2 separate regions of the Danio rerio genome follow, and region 1 is linked to region 2. The links are chromatin contacts, called in public Micro-C maps. All regions are on one chromosome and are shown on one strand. The core of a region is the stretch at or near the end of the contact, and the rest is flanking DNA. Distances in the headings are between cores, read along the strand shown.

Evidence for each region. A called contact is a pair of places that touch in the nucleus more often than the background predicts.
Region 1: a contact with region 2 is called in a Micro-C map of caudal fin, with 7 times the contacts expected there. The contact joins the promoter of actb1 here to the promoter of fam83gb in region 2. A contact is called at or near these places in 2 of 18 Hi-C or Micro-C datasets (caudal fin and an unstated tissue) and 1 of 4 datasets of contacts at active chromatin or transcription factors (caudal fin).

The regions. Positions count from the first base shown.
Region 1 is chr1:10,083,549-10,086,823 of GRCz12tu, reverse strand. actb1 (actin, beta 1) reads left to right here and starts at 1,996. Exons shown (of 6, transcript NM_131031.2): 1 at 1,996-2,094; 2 at 3,063-3,187. The coding sequence starts at 3,065. It overlaps LOC137495411 (a long non-coding RNA gene), which reads right to left and starts at 1,911. Exons shown (of 4, transcript XR_011015240.2): 1 at 1-1,911.
Region 2 is chr1:9,567,733-9,570,924 of GRCz12tu, reverse strand. fam83gb (family with sequence similarity 83 member Gb) reads left to right here and starts at 1,753. Exons shown (of 6, transcript XR_011015236.2): 1 at 1,753-2,969. The region is part of intron 9 of slc5a10 (solute carrier family 5 member 10); the gene reads right to left.

The sequences.
Region 1 (3,275 bases), core at 747-3,246, 520 kb before region 2:
TGACAAGATAAGACAAGAATTGCAAAGCCCCCTGGATAAGGCATGCTGCCACGCGTCTCAGATTGCCCATGCTAAAGGCAGGACATTATAACTGGCATTAACATCTATTTATGACCCCATGGCCTCCTAAAAAACCCGAATAGGTAAAGGATTTACATATTTCAATGTAAATTCATATCAAATCGATCTGGGACCTTGTTTAGCCAAAATAAACGCTGTGTAGTATTTTGGTTTCTTTCATGATAGCATTTGTTGCTAATAGTCCCTACACATTTATCAATGTAAACTAGTCTTTGCTTCAAAACATCAGCATTTAACATTTAAGAATGGGCAGATTAGGGAGTGGGCAGATGTATTAGGTGTCATCCTGGTGACGTTTTAACAGCCATTGCTCCTTACGATTTTAACATTAAATGCACAATTTAGTCCCCTTTTTGGTTTCATGCTGATAAGATAAGAATTGCAAAGCACCATGGATAGGGCGTGCTGCCACGCGTCTCAGATTGCCCAAGCTGAAGGCAGGACATTTAAAACTGGGATTAACACCTATTTATGACCCCTTGGTTCCTCTGAAAAACCGGAATATGCTAAAGAATTTACATATTTTCAATGAAAAGTCATATTAAATCAATTTGGGATCTCGTTTAGCCTAAATAGGAACCCTTTCTAGTATTTTTTTTTCCTTGAAGCCATTAGCCTAGCCTATCAGTGTCACATTACTTTATCGAATGTAAACTAAACAGTCTGTGCTTCAAAACATTCACGACATATAGTGTTATTCAATAGTTTATATTATCAGTCTTTTTAAGTAACAGGGTATGTAGGCTGATTTTTTTTGTGCACTCTTCAGATTCCAGTAATGCAGCAGCGTGAAGCGTCATCGGTTTATGACGTAATTACGCAAAAGCCGGCTTGACAGGAAGTGTTGTTTTCTATGGAGCACCGTGCCCTTGTTTTGTATCCCCTGCTTTGCAGATAACCAGATAAAATGAAATATGCTTAATACGGTTGCATCTAACATGCCGAGCGGCGATGTAACAGACGCCGATCTGAGCAACAACAAAACAATAGTCAATATTTCATTAATTTCCGAATGACTCCTGATCTTCTGCAGCTTTACATCCATGATATTATAAACAGCAAAGCATTATGCACAAAAGCAACCTACGATTGAATTAAACAGTGCAATGTTCACAAATAAAGCCTTTTTTAAATATGCTTTTACATTATGTTTTATAGAGTCACGAGAAGTACCTGTACTTTAAATGGGAGCCACGCCCACGTTGTTCATCAAACTAACCTAATAAAATGACACACTTAAAATGTCTTCTCAAGAATTAATCGTAAATGAGTCGTTTTCAACTAGCTGTCAAACATTAACTGAAATGTAAAGCAGATTAGTGTATAACGTTAATCAAATAATGATTTCTTCTCTGTTCTACCAATAATGGCTCTTGTATAACGTTAGTTTACACATTGTTGTCATTTATAGAGCTGAAACATACAGTAAAATACAATATAAGTTTAAATACTATTGGACAATGTCGTACTGCTATGTTTAAACGTCCTGTCATTCCTGCAGCCTAAGTACAGCTTATATAAATGCAACTTTACATCATGCATTGCTCGTTTTTCACAGAAATAATAAACTATTTAACGTTACTCGCTGTATGTGAGGTTATTTAAAAGTAACGTTAAGCCACAGACATGAAGTCTAGCATCCTTTACTGATTTAACTGTGTTCCAATCCAAATGATATACATATCCTTAATTCAAGTGTTACATCTGCCAATGCTGTGTCAAATCAACTTATCGTGTATTTCCTTATCAAATTATTTCGCCTTTTCGCCGATCCCTGACATACATTATTTCAACCCAGAACTTGAATTTCAAGCAACTAGCTTGAAACTCGCCAAGTGGACGACGGCTGGCCAATCAGACCGCTCGCTGCCGAAAGTTTACCTTATATGGAAGGAGCCGGCCGCAGTGCCGGCTATAAAGCTGTGACCCACCTCACGCTCAGCATTGTGAGTTTTCAGTGCACGCTGAGAAGATCTTCACTCCCCTTGTTCACAATAACCTACTAATACACAGGTGAGAATGCTTTTATATTAATATTTACTGGTATTTGGAATAATTTAGTAATGCTTATGATGATTATTGGAGATTTATTTATTAAAGCTATATTTCATTTTGCTTGCTGATCGGATTTGAATTGAAGTCTTGGTCCTGTCTGCCTAAATATGTACTTTGCTGTTGATTTTTACAACGCTGAATAAGTTATGCTGATTTTTGTGCTTGTGTTTTATTAATGGTTTTAACCGGTAGCAGTTCCAGCTTTCAAAGCTAACGTTAGAGTAATACAACTGTAAAGCCTTCTACATAAAGCGATTTATTAAATTCATATTTGGTAGTAAATTGATTTTTAATGTAAGGTTTAATTTAAATGTGGATTTATTAATCAACGTTAACGTTAGTATCATCAACGGCAGTGTTCGCAGTTTGAATGGTGGGTGTGGCTACTATAACGCATTAACCGGTATCACTGCCGTTTAATTCGTGTGCACGGTCAAATATATATAAAAGCTTTTAAAGTTTCTTGTTTGTCTGTAACGTTGTTGGGATTTCATAAACTTGTCAGTCACACACGAAGTTAAAGATTATTGCAGCACTTCTAGTTCGTTAAAGTTAAGTTACTCTTTCTGTTGAAATGGCTTCGTTTTATTTCCTTTTCAAAAGACAAGAGCGTGTTTTAGTGAGCACCGGGATTTCACTCGTGGCGTTGTAAAGCGCTTATCTCGGCCTTTGAGACCGGGAGGGAGTGGTCGCGTCCGTTGGTCTGATTCCACGCGCTGAATCGGCGGCATTGAGCTGCTCTAACTTATTGCCATATAAGGCAATAGTGAGGCTGCCTGGCCACTTCCTTTGTCTCAAATCTCTTGGTTTCAACCCTGCGCCTTTGCGCCGCCTACTGGCCAGACGTCACAAATCCATCAGTCATCACCGCCTATAAAAGACACTACCCATTCATATTTTAACAGTTTCGCTTTTTTTCCCTACAGCCATGGATGAGGAAATCGCTGCCCTGGTCGTTGACAACGGCTCCGGTATGTGCAAAGCCGGTTTTGCTGGAGATGATGCCCCTCGTGCTGTTTTCCCCTCCATTGTTGGACGACCCAGACATCAGGTACATTTAATAAACCATCCTAATAACATGTTAATCATATTGAACCACATTAAACTCTCATTTGTGCATTTTACATCTTTTAAAATCG
Region 2 (3,192 bases), core at 504-3,003:
ACTGAATAAATATTAATGTACCCACATATACACAAGTAAATAAATAAACTAAATGATGGGCTAAAAAATCTGGATTTCTGCTTGTGCAGATTTCGTGTGAGCCTAGTTATAACTAAGTTATGGTTATAACTAAGTTTATAGTTATAACTGATATAAATTATAACTTATTAGTTATAACTACTTTATCACCTAAGTTGTTACTTAACTTAAATTTTAAACAAGGAACAATTAATAAACAAAACATTTCAGAAAATGCTAGAACAAATAATATAAATTATTTATAAGATAAATTAATAAATATAAGATACTGTCGCCTCACAGCAAGAAGGTCGCTGGTTCGAGCCTCGGCTGGGACAGTTGGCTTTTCTGTGTGGAGTTTGCATGTTCTCCCAGCGTGCGCATGGGTTTCCTCTGGTTTCCATAGTTTAAAGACATGTGGTATAGGTGAAGTGGGAAGGGTAAATTGTTCGTATTGTATTAGTGTAAATGAGTGTGTATGGATGTTTCCCAGAGATGGGTTGCAGCGGAAGGGCATCCGTTGTGTAAAGTATATGTTGCATTAGTTTGCGGTTCATTCCGCTGCGGTGACCCAGGAAATAATAAAGGGACTAAGCCGAAGAGAAAGACATAAGATTCTGTTACATATACAGTACAGTGACAGCAGTAACTTCGTTTGTGCATTTTATGCACAAGTATTTTTGTCTATCAAACTGAAATATTTACTTTTACTAATACAAAGTCTTGTTAAGACTGGGAACATTGATTTTATTGGAACTTAAGATAGAATCTGAATAAATATTTTGGGGTTTAGCATAAAAATAAAAAAAAGCTGAATAACGATGGAACATTGCTTACGAAAACAATGGTAACCACAAATTAGTTTTCTAGTAGGGCTGCACAGTACATCATTCCTTTCAGCATCGATATCGTATTGTGATCATTCACAATAGTCACATCGTGAGAATACAGTCTGGAGATGAGTCTGGATTAAAAATTATTATTTAGAAGGTTTTTTTTTTCTTTTTTTGGCCAGTGACTGTGAAGTTTTTAAAAGCATTCAAGCATAACAAATTGTACCACTTGTACCTTTGACAAATTAACAACAATTCATGTTATGGAATTGTTTATAAAATGGAAACAATGCAGTATTATTTTACATTTGATTATTCAAATTACTGTATACCTGAATGCAGTTTGGAAAACGCTGTTCATTGCATCTTTTCTTTATTGAACTTATCTATACTTGTAGATTGTTTATTATATCTGTATGCATTCCTCTACAGAATCACCCTAATCAATATCTGAAATTATAAATTTTTTCCAAATAGTTCAACTCAAAATTGTGAAATTGTGTTTATATTGCCATAAAAAATCGCAATGTTCGATTTTTCGTGCAGCCCTATTTTCTAGCATAGCATGGGTTTTGTTAATCTGTGGTCACACAAATCAAATGGCAATCGCCAAAACACGGTTAATAGCCTACTATAGGTATATCTATATTTTAATAAAAAGGTTTAAATTTCTCATGGAAGTTCAGTTGTGTCTGACAACCAGTCCTCCTATTGTTCATTCAACTTTTTGTCTATCTGTCTCCAGAAGCTACATTGTTGCCAAAGGTCTGGTGGGAAATAGGAACTGTCTGTTTCACTTTCTACAGTTTCCTGTCACTTTTTTTCCCGGATACCCCGCCCAAACCCACGTAGCTGTTGACTCAGCCGTGTAATATTCGGACAGGACGCCGCGTCATCGACCCTCATGCAACCCGACGTCTGGCCTCTTCCTCTTTGTAGCTCAGAGTCAGCAGAAGTGGCGCAAAGTCACGCAAAAACTCCACGGAAATTTTTAACCGGACATTATTAAAATCGGACAGAACGCGAAAGTTATGCTCAGCTGTCAACACTGTAGTGACAATCCGTAAACTTTGTTTTACGATGGTTGTTGTTGTTTGCTCGTCGGAGTCGGTGATATCGAGGCTTTCTGCTTTTGTGGAAGAGCCTGAACGCGGATCCAGTCGGCGTGGCTGAAGCCTGTTGGGCGCGTGTATGTGTGTGTGTGTGTGTGTGCTCCTCCCGGTCAGGTGACTGAGGTGTGTCTAATCACTAGAGCCTCTGGAGATGCTTTGTTCGACTCTACCTGTTGTCAACTGAAAGATGATCTGCTGCGGCTCTGCGGTCAACTGCGTTCTGTACTGAAGTAGGACTACCCGGGGTAACATGATCAAGTAACATCTGAGGGGCAGTTTCTATCTTTAGGACACAGTTTTACCTTGATGTAAATATATAAAAGGATTCTATACGACCGCCAATCCGCATTATTTGACAACAAAGTGCTTCCTTTAATATGGAAACGCTTTACACGAGGAACTTTTCCAGCCGTTAACGGAGGAAACACTTTTCCCCAAGACTTCATTTTGGGGGATTACAGTAGCTCTTAACTAATTACATTACTTATAACTCGAAGAAAGAATCTCCTTCTTTTATAAGCAATTTTGGATTGTTTTTGGAAACACAATGGCTCTCTCTCAGGTTCAGTGTCTTGATGACAATCATGTGAACTGGCGTCTAAATGAGTCCAAACCGGAGTTTTTCTACAGCGAGGACCAGCGGCTCGCTCTTGAATCTCTTGCCACGAAAGGACGCGACGCGTTTGACGCCTTTGTGAAGGAGCGTGAACTGCGTCCTTTCCTATCGGAACCCGAACTCGAGATGTTTCGCAGGAGCATAGAAGAGTATAAACCCGGCTCTGAGCATCAAAAACAGGATGGTATGACGGAGGGAGAGGACAGGGCAGTGTCTTTACAGTACTGGCCGGATCGCTCTGACACATCCATACCGAATCTGGATCTCGGATGGCCCGACTGCAATTCTTACCGCGGAGTGACGCGTGTTAATGTGTACACGCAACCGCCGATTGACGGACAAACGCATATAAAAGAGGTTGTGAGAAAGGCCATCGCGCAAGCACAGAAGGTTGGTAAACTAGACAATCTTGAAAAGCACGATTGTACTGTATGGTCACTCTGTCCCAGAAACTGTAGACCCTTAAAAGATAAGCACTAAACCGGTTCTTTTGTGATCATCATCTGACTATTGAGGTGAAGTTGGTTTTATATTCACACGTTCTGACTTTCTCCTTAATTCTAACATTTTAAGAACATTATTCTTTGGTAATTCCTAACAGTGAAATCATATT